Linked DNA regions of Cyprinus carpio: region 2 is linked to region 1. Evidence: chromatin contacts called from public Hi-C data. All regions are on one chromosome and are shown on one strand. The core of a region is the stretch at or near the end of the contact, and the rest is flanking DNA. Distances in the headings are between cores, read along the strand shown.

What was found. Hi-C and Micro-C count contacts between places; a contact is called where the count stands out from the background.
Region 2: a Hi-C map of skeletal muscle shows a contact between it and region 1, with 1.8 times the contacts expected there. The contact joins the promoter of LOC109092286 here to the enhancer-like site in region 1. A contact is called at or near these places in 2 of 8 Hi-C or Micro-C datasets (liver and skeletal muscle).

The regions. Positions count from the first base shown.
Region 1 is chrA19:10,989,695-10,995,703 of ASM1834038v1, forward strand. No RefSeq gene overlaps it. Among protein-coding and RNA genes, the nearest start is that of LOC109092287, 33 kb to the right of the region's middle. Within about 2 kb of position 2,132, at least 1 of the 8 cell types and tissues checked has an H3K27ac peak or open chromatin away from gene starts, as enhancers often do. A contact at or near this core is called in skeletal muscle, where this site is marked.
Region 2 is chrA19:11,048,203-11,054,211 of ASM1834038v1, forward strand. LOC109092286 (dolichol-phosphate mannosyltransferase subunit 3-like) reads right to left here and starts at 3,734. Exons shown (of 2, transcript XM_042776423.1): 1 at 3,711-3,734; 2 at 1-1,233. The coding sequence starts at 1,180. The coding sequence ends at 902. LOC122148806 (a long non-coding RNA gene) reads left to right here and starts at 1,091. Exons shown (of 3, transcript XR_006162623.1): 1 at 1,091-1,201; 2 at 2,030-2,127.

The DNA of each region.
Region 1 (6,009 bases), core at 882-3,381:
AAGAAAGTCATACTAGTTTGGAATAACATGAAGCTGAGTAAACGATACCAGAATATTAATTATAGGGTTGACTGTCCCTTTAAGTTAGTAACGTTGTCGTTTTTGGTTAGTAACTCCCCAGCCCTCATCCTAGCACACACACAAAGTGTCACAGGCAGTGTAATCCTTATCCTTGAGGGCTGGAGATGTTCAGCAGATTTTCCGGCTAACTACAGTCGGGCCGGCACCCCTGGAGCTTTTAGGTAAAGCAGCGGTTTAATTGATCACAATAAGACAGTCATTAGTTTGCATCCCGGAGAGACGCCCTGTTGTGTGTGCCCTGGACAACGACATCACAGCCTATTCTGTGGATGAAATTCAAACAAATTTATCCCAATTTAGCACTCTCATTACTGTTCCAAATGAAGAGACAGAGTGGCTGTAACTTTGAAGAGGCAAACAAAATCAGTTGCGTGTGTGTGTGTGTGTGTGTGTGTGTGTGTGTGTGTGTGTGTGTGTGTGTGTGTGTTGGTGTGTGTGTGTGTGTGAGTGAGAGAGAGAGAGAGAGAGAGAGAGTGAGTGAGATGTAGATTTGAAGAGGCAAACAAAATCAGTTGCGTGTGTGTGTGTGGGAGTGCTTTGATGGCTGTGGTGGTGAGAAAAGCCAGATGTAGACAAAATAGCTGATGAAATTAGTCCCATGGGACATTTCTTGTGCACATGGTGAGCACATAGTGTTGGCAGCATGTGGGGCAGGCTGAGGTTCAGTCCTGGGTAGGTGGTGTCCAGGTGGGCAGTTTGGATGGGAGACTGTGATGGCTGTCTGGCAGTCAATAAAGATTCCTTACTGGAACAGTAGAGCTCCTTTTATGCTGAACTGATGTTATGGTTGACATGATTCAAATCACCTCATCCTGCTTGTCATATTTGATTGTTTACCGTTGTCACAGTAGCATGTGCACTGATAACTTCTTTTCAAACGGTGTAGGGCGTATTTGAGGGAGTACCAATCTTTGGCTATAATGGACAAACTAACAAAGAAATGTGAACTCTGGAGACTTTTTAAAAATTGTATATCTTTTTTCCAAAAAAAAAAAAAAAAATCAGTTTTTCAGTGTGAGCAGACATTTTAGACCCCACTGTATGAAGTTTCAACGTGTATACAACTCTCAACAAATATGCACAAATGCCACATCTTGTGTAACGTCATTTTTCTTTTTATCATTGCAGCAGGGTTTCTGTGGGTCTTCAAAAGTCTTTATTTGCCCTTCCACAAATTAAGGCCTTAAAAGGTCTTAAATTGGAGTAGAAAGTCTTACATTCATAAAGTCATGGTAGTAAATGTGGCATGTACTGCAAAAAAAACCTGAATATCTTTTTCAGTTTGTCAGTATTTTTTTCCAGTACAAATACCTAAGCATCCTTAAATCAAAACACATTAACTTGAGATGCAAAGTAGAGATATGAAGTCTTGAATCGGAATAAAATTAAGTGAGTTTGTTTGAAACAAAAATAAATATATTTATATTTGACCTTTTTTTTTATCATAAATTCACTTAATTCTGGAAAAATTCTCAGAACTCAAGACATATGATGTGTCATTTTTGCATCTTGATTTATTTATTTAATTAATTAATTTTCACAGAAAGCAAGACAAAAATACTGAGGGAGGACACTACTTTTGTGCAGTTTGATCAGAATCAAATGTACAGTAAAAGTTATTTCCATTTTCCAGTTAAGGTTTTTTTTTTTTTTTTTTTTTTTTTTTTTTTTTTTTTTTTTTAAGTAATAGAGAAATTAGAAGTTGGAAGTGCTGCTAATACAATTTATTGTGTTCTCATTTGTGTTGCTTTTAATTTATTCATTACATTTTCTTAAATTGGTCTTCAAAAGGTCTTTAAAATAGTCTAAAATTTACTTTAATAAAACTTGCAGAAACCAACTGAATGTCCCTGTGTCTTTACAGATGAACTTAACTGACCGTGAGTTTGATTTGGGTTACCTGGAACATCCCCAATAATATGGTGAACATCCAACACAAATCAAATGCAAAATCGTGTACTTAAGAGTAATCTAGTGGTTATACCAGGAAGAATACTAAAAATGTATTGGTAAAAAGCTTTCAGGATTATTGACTAAGCTAACAGAGACAGACTGGCATCCACACAGCATAGGATCAACTCAAACGGGAACATTGTTGAAATGTTGTATAAGGTCCTTTGTGTCACGCTAGACTAAAAATACAGAAACTAATGCTGTCACGATACAAATAACAATGATTTAAGAGCTGAATGTTTCATAAACCGCTTAATGTTATTATTATTTCTACAAATGATCCTAAAAAGGCAGATAGGGATAAACCGTTTACCCAGTATAAACTGTACTGTGGCCATCTGCCCTCTGAAGAGCAGTTATGAACTTTACAACATGCCCTATGTCATAATCTCACCAAGGCTAATCCACTTTAGAAATATGCATATTGTAAAGGTTTAATATTCGCTAAAGGCCTTATTTAATCCATGAGTTTTCATTTACGGATCAACCCAGATGGATGCATAATGGTTCGAAGCACAGTAGAATAATAAGTGTCATCAAATATGGAAAGTGGAGTTATATATGACCTCGGTTACAAAACATTGAGTATGGAATATATAGGTAAATCAATAGATGAAGGCTGTTCCATCTGTCAGTAAAGACAATCTGATGTGGAATTCCTGATCAGGGAACTGCTTTTGAGAACAAATGGATGGTTTCAAACATAGAATGACAGTCAGAAAAGGAAAAAGCACAGCACAGGACTATAAAAGAGAAATGTATGGCACTTATTGAATAAGAGGTTGAGAGATCACACATTCTTATGATCATACATTCTCATAATATAAACATCTTTCCTGAAATGACCTTGCAAAAGTTACATCTCGGGTGGTTATTTCATTTTATAGGTAATTCATGAAGTTTTTTAATGCAAAAATTATTTTCATTTAAATGATAAATCATTCAATTTTAAATGTAATCAGTGTTATCTGGATACATTAAGTGATTTCAATAATAATATGTTTTAATAAAAATATTGGAATACATGCTTTAGCAACTTTTGTCATCTGAAACAAAAACAAACTTGTTTGTGTGGTTGTGAAAAAAAAAAAGAAATGTGTTTTTTGTATGGTTCTGGTATGAAGGAAAGGAATTGGATTTGAAGTGAAGTGAAGTAAAGAATGTAATTTATTTTTATTTTTAGCCCCTTCAGGGCAAGTCAAATTAAAGTACTTTATGTCAAAAGTGTGGAAAAGTATCTGCCGTAAATTCCATTAAGATTGAAAAGCAAACATACTGTGCAGATCATGTATCAACATTTCACAGATATCTTTTGGCAACGAGTTTTATTATCGTGTGTCAATATAAGTAGTGTAAGTGTAATGGGTTGTTGGTTGTTCTCATTTAATTTACACCTAATGTTGCAGACAACCAGACAATCATTGTTGGTCCGGATTAAAATCACTAGTCTCAAACTAGACTTAATCTGTGCTCTGGGATTCTAGGCACATTGCTGTCTTTTTGTCTGTGTCACTTTGAATCTGCAGTGTCTATTTTCATACCTGAATTTCTTTTTTATACAATTTTTTTTATTTTAATTTTTTGGAGATATATAATTGGATATATAATTATTCCATGCCACATCAGAGACATTATTTTAATATTATTATTAAAGGCATATATGTTTTTTTAATCAAAAGATGATTTTTTTTTTTATAAACTATATAAGCAAACTTGCAACTGAACTCAATTTAAAAATAAATGAACATAAAATAAAAATCTGTGATTTTTGCCACAGTTCTATACATTACTTTGCCTATAGTAATTGTGCTTAATTTTGTTAAACTTAATTTTCACTTATACAGATACATTTTGTACATTATGCATTTGAAGTTTGCACTAAAATCCACTTGGCTCTTTCCCCTGTGATAAGATCCTGCAACAAAATGCCTGAAATACACTGTGGTCTTGTGTAAAACCATTAGCCAAGACCTAGATCCAGACCAAAGCCACATTTATGTGGTCTTGAGAGATCTACGGACCAAGAACACAACTCCTGGCAGACACTGAGTGCTGATAGTACTCAGTCCAAACTGCAGACTGTCCCAGCCATTTGTTTATTGTAAGTATATAAAAAAAGTATCTTAAATGAAATATTTACCATTAGATCCTAATGACTGAGAGTGTGAATGTTCACAAACCAAGTTCATTTGAGGTATCTTGACCAAAGAGGTATTAGTAAATAGTGTGGCTTCATTGTATAACAAAATGCTTTTTTTATGGATTATCATAATGCCACTGTCTGAATATATAGGCATAAACAGAGTCAAAGATTAAGATTGAGGACGTTTAAGGTCATCCTGAGAGGATCATCACAGACTGCTTGTTTTTTTCTTGTTGTCTTTTTCTTCCCTGAGTTAGTCTCAGTCCACTCTTTTAGCCTGTGTTCAGTCTGATGTAATTGTTGGCTGAGGTCACCAGCATTATTTTTGGTTCAAGTCACTGTTATAAAATATACCATTAGAACATAATAATCCATAAATGTCCTCATGTTAATGGCATCACTTCCTCCCATGAGAGGAGAATTAAGGTGAATATACTCTGTTGCTTTGGTCAGAAAAGGCTTTGCTTTAATATGGTTTAGATGTACAGTTGAAGTCACATGGAGTGTTGTTAGTGCAAAGGCATATTTTATGGGCAGAGTTCCACTAATGAACTGTTGCACACACTGAGTTTACACATGCAATTACAGATTCTACATCTAACCACACAGTAAAGCACAACATCATCGCTGAAGGCAAAGAAATCATTTTAGTAATTTAAACTTATTTTATTTTTATTATTTTTCAGCAACATTTTTCATTGTGCAAGTTTTTTTTTTTTTTTTATCAAGTATTTATATTGTATTTTATTTCAGTTTTATTTCAATTAATGAAAATATTTTCAATAGTTTTAGTTTTTGTTACTGATATCACTGTTTTTAGGGAATTGTTAGACCATTCTGTATAGTTGCCAGGGCGTTGTTATGTTGTTTCTAAGTGTTCTGGGTGGTTGCTAGGGCATTGTTAGGCTGTGTTTTTAAGGTGTTCTGGGTGGTTTTTAGTAATCGTTCTGACATTTAGAGAGTTCATTCAAAATAGGACTCATCAAACTGATTTAAACTGGTAGCTTGTGAATCTTTCGTTAAAAGAATCATTCATAAGTGTTGTTTGTTGATAAATCAGACTACACTAATCGTGCTTTATGTTAGTATTCAAGCAGCCTTATTTCTCATCTCATTCATACTGCAAACTCGCAATTATGATTTCTTTTGTCATGCTGAAGATAGCCTATATGCAGATATGTATTTTCAGTTTGTTATAGTACATTTTTATTGTTGTTTAGCAGAATATAATTGTTTTATGCAGATTTTTTAACCTGAAAGGAGAGATATCGCAAGCAAGGGCTGGAATTTCAGCATCGACTTACAGGCCTAACAAATCCCCTCCAGATTCTCTCCAGACACAGATTCCTAGCAACTCATTTTAATTTTGTATATTTGATCCTTTAAATTCAGGGTCATTACCAGGAGATTTTGCAAAGGCCCACAGATGTCTCCAGTTAGCCTCTTTAACTGAACACAATATGTGATTACTTGAGTTTTTTAAACACAGGCTGTACCTTGTCACCCACCTTTCACCTACCTGAGGCAGTGATTACTGATAATGGCATCGGCTCTTTGGCTCATCTCATTCCCTGCCATTTATGCCCAAAGTTCTGCCTGTGGGGATGAAAATATGGTGCTTTAAAAATAGGAGATAAATTTGGAGCGGTGTGATTAGCAGACCTCGTTTGGCTCTCTCTGCCATAAGTGATTGTCCTTCCCCAGATCATTAACCCTGGCACTGTTCGACAGTGTAATGAGCAACCGGAGGAGCTCAATAATACACACTGCTTATGAAACACTCATATTGTGAGAGAATACGATGCCATAATTTTCCGCACACCCACACACGC
Region 2 (6,009 bases), core at 2,484-4,983, 60 kb after region 1:
ACAAAAATCTAATAAAACTTTAAAACTGGTCCAAAAATACAACATTTGTAACGTGTAATATGCACACACATTATATATATGTATATATATATATATAGAGAGAGAGAGAGAGAGAGAGAGAGAGAGAGAGAGAGAGAGAGAGAGAGACATTAGACAGGTAGACATTATGCTACCTCTTAAGACTTTCAGTAACCTACAGTAAAGTAAAAAAGAGATTTTTGTGTCATAAAATAATCCCCAGACAGCTGTCAATATCAAACAAAAAATTTATTTTTAATTTTAAAAGCCCTTCTGTTAAGAAGTGCTTTAAACTATTTGGATACCAAAAAATTGCTTAGAACCCTAATTTAGGGTTTAAAAAAAAAAATAAGGACAAGTTTGTGAGTCTTAGCACAGTCCCAATAGTTTATATTTTAAAACAAAATTCTGTTCCACATATTTTGATGTACTGAAACGCTGTCCTTGTGCAAGCACAAATCTACATTGTGGGTTTGTTTCTAAGTCTGACTCAGAATTCTGACTCTGCTAAAAACAACTGGTTCAAAAAAAGACATATTCATTCCCCGGCCAATGCAAATACACACTCTGGAGGTTGTACAGAAATAGCACCGCTCTACATTGACAATACGTGCATGTGCCTGACTGTAATGTTTTAAATAAGACCGTCATAATGCTGGAAATAGATCATTCACAGGTGTGCAGCTGTTTACTTATTGCAAACTATTATTTACCTCATGTTGAAGAAAAGACTTGAACCAAGTTGGGACAGCTTTGAGCATATAGTACAGACATCACAAAGTAGACAAAAACAATTTGACTATGTTTGCATTTGTATTATGAAGAAAAAAAAAAGAGAAAAAAAAAAAGGTTGATGCATGTGAGAAACAGTAAGATGTTATTCTCACATCTTCAGTCCCTTCTTCTTCAAGTCCTCTTTGGCTTCTTTTATTTGTGCTTGCAACTCTTTGGCTGCGTCCTCACAGTCATTAAATGTGGCCACACGGTAGCCAACAGTTGCCAGTGAATAACACCCAAACACCACCAGCAGATAAACAGGCATTGGCCACACCAGCTCTCTATACTGAGGAGGCAACTGCAAATCAAGGAGGTCAAAGGTAACGAGTCCCCATGCCATGCCGATCAGTGACGCACCAAGAAGCCACTCCAGGAGCTTGGTCATTGTGCTGAAGACTGTGCAAAGGTGAAGGGCAAAATTATAATTGAAGAATCCACCTGTGAGGATAAATATGTTTCTATGAGGTTAGACAGTTCTGTTTCACGTATTATGCTGTATTGTAGGTGACACACACACACTGTAAAACTTCATTTATTTCAAAGTGGTCATGTATAGAACACTATATGAAACTAATATATATATATATATACATAAAATCACATTATCAAGAAACAATTTAATGAAATTAATTCAATTAAAAGCGACAATCACAATTTTTACAGCTAGTGCTTGAGACATGCGACACCGGATGATAAAGAAATTATAAATATTACAGAAAAATAATCGTCAATACACAGCTGTTGTTTAAAATTCGCAGTGATCCTCACTCTTATTGAACAGCTAAGTTAGCACGAATGCTAATGATTACAGGTGTTTACAATGAAATCTGACAACCAGCGCTAAACGGAGGCAATATTTTATCTTACCAACAATAATCAGCTCCTAAATACTACATACGCACAATAAAAATGCACGGATAATATAGAAATACACTCTCTCACTCGCTACTCAAAAGCCAGCTCACCACTTTCGGAATAAAAACGCACTTTGATGACGCGAAATGCCGAGAAGCATCATGGAACATGCAGTGTAAGTCTTCAGAGTCATGTACTACAAAAAGTCTATAAGACAATAAGTCTAAATTCGTCTTACCTATTATAAAGACAGTTTCAAGATTTGTTTGTTTGTTAATTATAACATCAGTCGTTTATCTGTAATGCAGGAAATGAAACGCCTGCTCGGTATCAGTCTGAAGCTGTTTTTGTCTGTCTGTGTCTGGCGCTTTTGGCGCAGTTCAGTGTCTTGTGGGTGCCGCGGGTGACATCCGCCCATTCAGCGCAGAGAACAGAAGCGAGTCCATGACCCATCACACCTCCTCACCAGCCAAAAAGGTATAAACATCACTCACAGACAGCACCGAGGCTCCTGAAAACATCACCCTCTCAGCAAACGCGAGGTTATTCTTAGTGATGTTTACACTTGTCAGCGAGTGTCTCTTTCAAGACTGCAAGTGGTTGTAAAGAAGAAATGTAGCAAAGTAGGGCATTTGTGTGGAGGTTTGGCAGCTTTTTAGATGACTGTTTTGTTCAGCACTACCTTCATTTCATTAAGACTATTACTACCAAATATTCAAGAGCATAAATGACCATACAAATGGAAATAATGTAGAAGAAAATCATGCAAAATACATCTATTTGTATCAAATACATCTATTTGTAGTTCTGCCCAGATGTATGTAATCCACTCAACTATCTATCTGTCTATCTATCTATCTATCTATCTATCTATCTATCTGTCTATCTGTCTGTCTATCTGTCTGTCTGTCTGTCTATATCAGGACAGTATGGCTGTGATTCTTGTCATAATCTGTGGTTCTTTGCTGCTTGGCATTTGCGTAGGAGTATGTGTTCAGTGAGCAGAACGTACACGAAGCGCAGTGGGGAAAAAAAGCAAGTTGGCCGTTCACAGTGTTTGATACTGCCAGTCCCCGGCTCTCCAGCTCAGGAAACCTGTGATCCAGCAGAGAGCAGTTGGCAGACACAACAGAACAGGCTGCACTGAGACGGAGGGGGGGTGGAGGGAGCGAGGGTGTGAGGAGAACAGCGCAGAGAACTTAAAGAATCAGATGAGAAGATGAAGGTCAGGCTTGGGGCAGGGACACATTCTGCAGTGGCGACAGGCTATAAAACTTTGTTGTTGTTGTTGTTGTTTCCAACTGGGAACGTTGCTTTCAGAATGTGGATGCTGCTTTGGTGAAATGACAGCGAGAAAGTGGAGAAATAGTGATCACTGGCAGCTGAATGAGAGGAGGGGCTGCTGCGTTTGGTGAGGAGCGCTACAGGTGCAGACTGGTCAGCCATTGACCTTAATGGTGCATTAAATCCAGATGCTTAAATAGCTTACATGCTTAAACCCTGGTCCCCTGCCACCACCCAGCGAGAAGAGATCTGCACTCTGAGTCTGAGTGTGTGTCTGTGTGTGTTTGAGTAGGTTTACTTAACGACACTTTGGGTCCATAATTATCCCCATATGCGCACTAAACTGGACAGAGAAATTTTGAGGGTATCCAAGCCAAGGACATCCATAATTGGAAAAAAAAACTGTTAAAAGAAAAAGTAGCAAATACATATATACATGGTATTTTTTATATGTTTGAAAGAAAACTCTTATGTTCACCAAGGTTCCATATATTTAATACAGAGAAATTATAATATTATAAAATATTATCACAATTTAAAATAACTGTTTTCTATCTGAATATATTAAATGATTGAATTTATAGCATCATTATTCCAGTCTTCAGTTTCAATCCTTCAGAAATCATTCTAATATGCTGATTTGGTGCTCAAGAAACTTTTCTTATTATTATCAACTGTTGTAAACAGTTGTGGTGCTTAATATTTTGTGTTTCAAGATTCTTTAATGAATAGAAAGTAAAAAAAAAAAAAAAAAAAAAAAACAGCAGAAAATTTACCTTTATTCGGGGTTTAAGACTGCATTGTGGACAATCCATGGCTCCAGTGCGAGCCTCTAGCATGTGGCAGACAAAATATGATTTAAAGGGAACAATTGCAGATAAGTGTGTTTATGAGAGAGAGAGAGAGAAAGGGAGGGAGGGAGACAATAGTGCCTGGCTCAAAAAAACAGGAACCCTCTGTTTCCTGTGCCTGAGATCTCAGTCTCAGTCTACTCTTTTTTTCACACACACACACACACACACGCACACACACACACACACACACACAAAGAGTGAGTTCATACAGTGACATTATATTTTGTTGTACAAATTGCATGAAGGAATTACATTATCTATCAAAAGGCAATGGAAATGCATCAAAGGAGCAGGTGTATTATACATAGGATTAGATATTTGAACACACCCAAACCCTAAGAATTCAAGTCAATGTGATTTATTTTTCTTTGCAATAACATTCACTGATGAATCATTTACAAGAAGACTAGGAACATGCATTAAGAAAGTAAATAAGGCCCATTTTGATTTCATGTTGACTTTAAACTTCTGTGTCTAGTTTGTTGCACACCATTTGTGCTGCATGAGTGATCCCACAGATTGTGCGGCTAGTTGTAGAGAGGTGTGCTTTTCTAAGCAATTGTGCTTAATGTTTTTACCCGGCGCATTATTAAATGTGTGAAGAAAAAAAATCCCATAGACTAACAAAGACTCGAGAAATCACATGCTCGTGCTTTAAATGATCTAACATATGTACACTACACAGATGTGATTTTGATGGAATGTATCTACACTGTTCAGAGTCGACCTGGCTGGATCTACCGTCATTTTCCAGTATCTGTGTATGTTGGAGGAACGGTCCCATTATTCTTGTCTTCAGTATGAAAACCATTCCTCAGTTAGGCTCAGTCCTGGCCAAATCCTGACATGGACGTTCAAGATGTCTTAGAAGTGTGTTTTCGGTCAGAGCTTTGATCTCCTATGCAGTGGGTTTTAAGACATTTTTTTGATAGTATTTCATACAAGTCAAACGCTTCATTAATGAAGACAACTGAGCAAGGGACAGCTGGACTCATAAATATTCACAGTATGGGGGAAATATAAACAGCATAAATTCTAACCTGACATCATGTGCCTAAACACAAAGTAGTAAGATGTTTTATGGTATGTGTAAGGGGGTTTTTTGTGTTCTTGTTGTAAGTGTACATGTTTTTGTTTGTTTCTTGGGTGGAGAAAGGAGAGAGAGAAAAAGGTTTTGGAGAAAGACATATGGAAACAGGAATGTGCTTTCTCAATCCCAATGTCAGCAGTCCTGTGGTCTATTTTAGAATCCCACCATGCATCTGTTTCTGGACAATTACAATATTTCTACATCATAAGCAAAACATCTCCCATATTATGAAGTTTTTCATCCTTATATATATATATATAATTTTATTCAGTAAGGATGCATTAATTTAATCAAAAGTGACAGTAAAGACAATATTGCAAAAGATATTTTTTTCAACAGTGACAATAATTAAAAATGTTCCTCGAGCAGCAAATTAGCATATTAGAATGATTTCTGAAGCATCATGTGACACTCAAGAGTAATCACAGGAATAAACTACATTCTAAAATGTATTCAAATAGAAAATGGTTAGTGCAAATTGTAAAAAAAAAAAAAAAAAAAAAAAAAAAAAAAAAAAAATCTCAATATTACTGTTTTTACTAGATTTTTTGGATGGATCGTAAGACCAGAAAATGTTGGATTAAAAAAAACAAAAAAAACAGGAAATACTATTCAGTTCTACTTTACAACTGACTTACCATCAACATCTGTACATAAATAATTCATTTCTCGGCAAAAAAATTTTTCCTGCTCTTTGAGCTATTTAAAAACCCCTTTTATGAAGGCTTCATTTTACCGAGCTGTGTTCAATTTCTAAGAGTAGAACAGTTTTGAGAAAAACTGCATGTTTTGGTGAAGAGATTTTCAAACCCAAAGAACCCCTGCTGCTGGTAAAATAAATAAATAAATATATAACTACAGCAGCTTTTCCCCCTAATTAAATTACACCGAATTAAAAGTAGTTGAAGTTCTTGTAATGCTTCAGTTTATGTTTTGAACTGAGATGACATTGAATTGATAAACTATAAACATATATAAATGTTTGGTGCAAATGTTGTATATAAGAAGCCTCACAGTGCATTGTTTCATACTGAGATAAATACTGCATTCATGGACTTTCGTTGTTCTTATTGTTTGTTTTAGGTGAAACTGAGGTCAATCACTGTGTTAGCAACAGTATAATGGCATTTT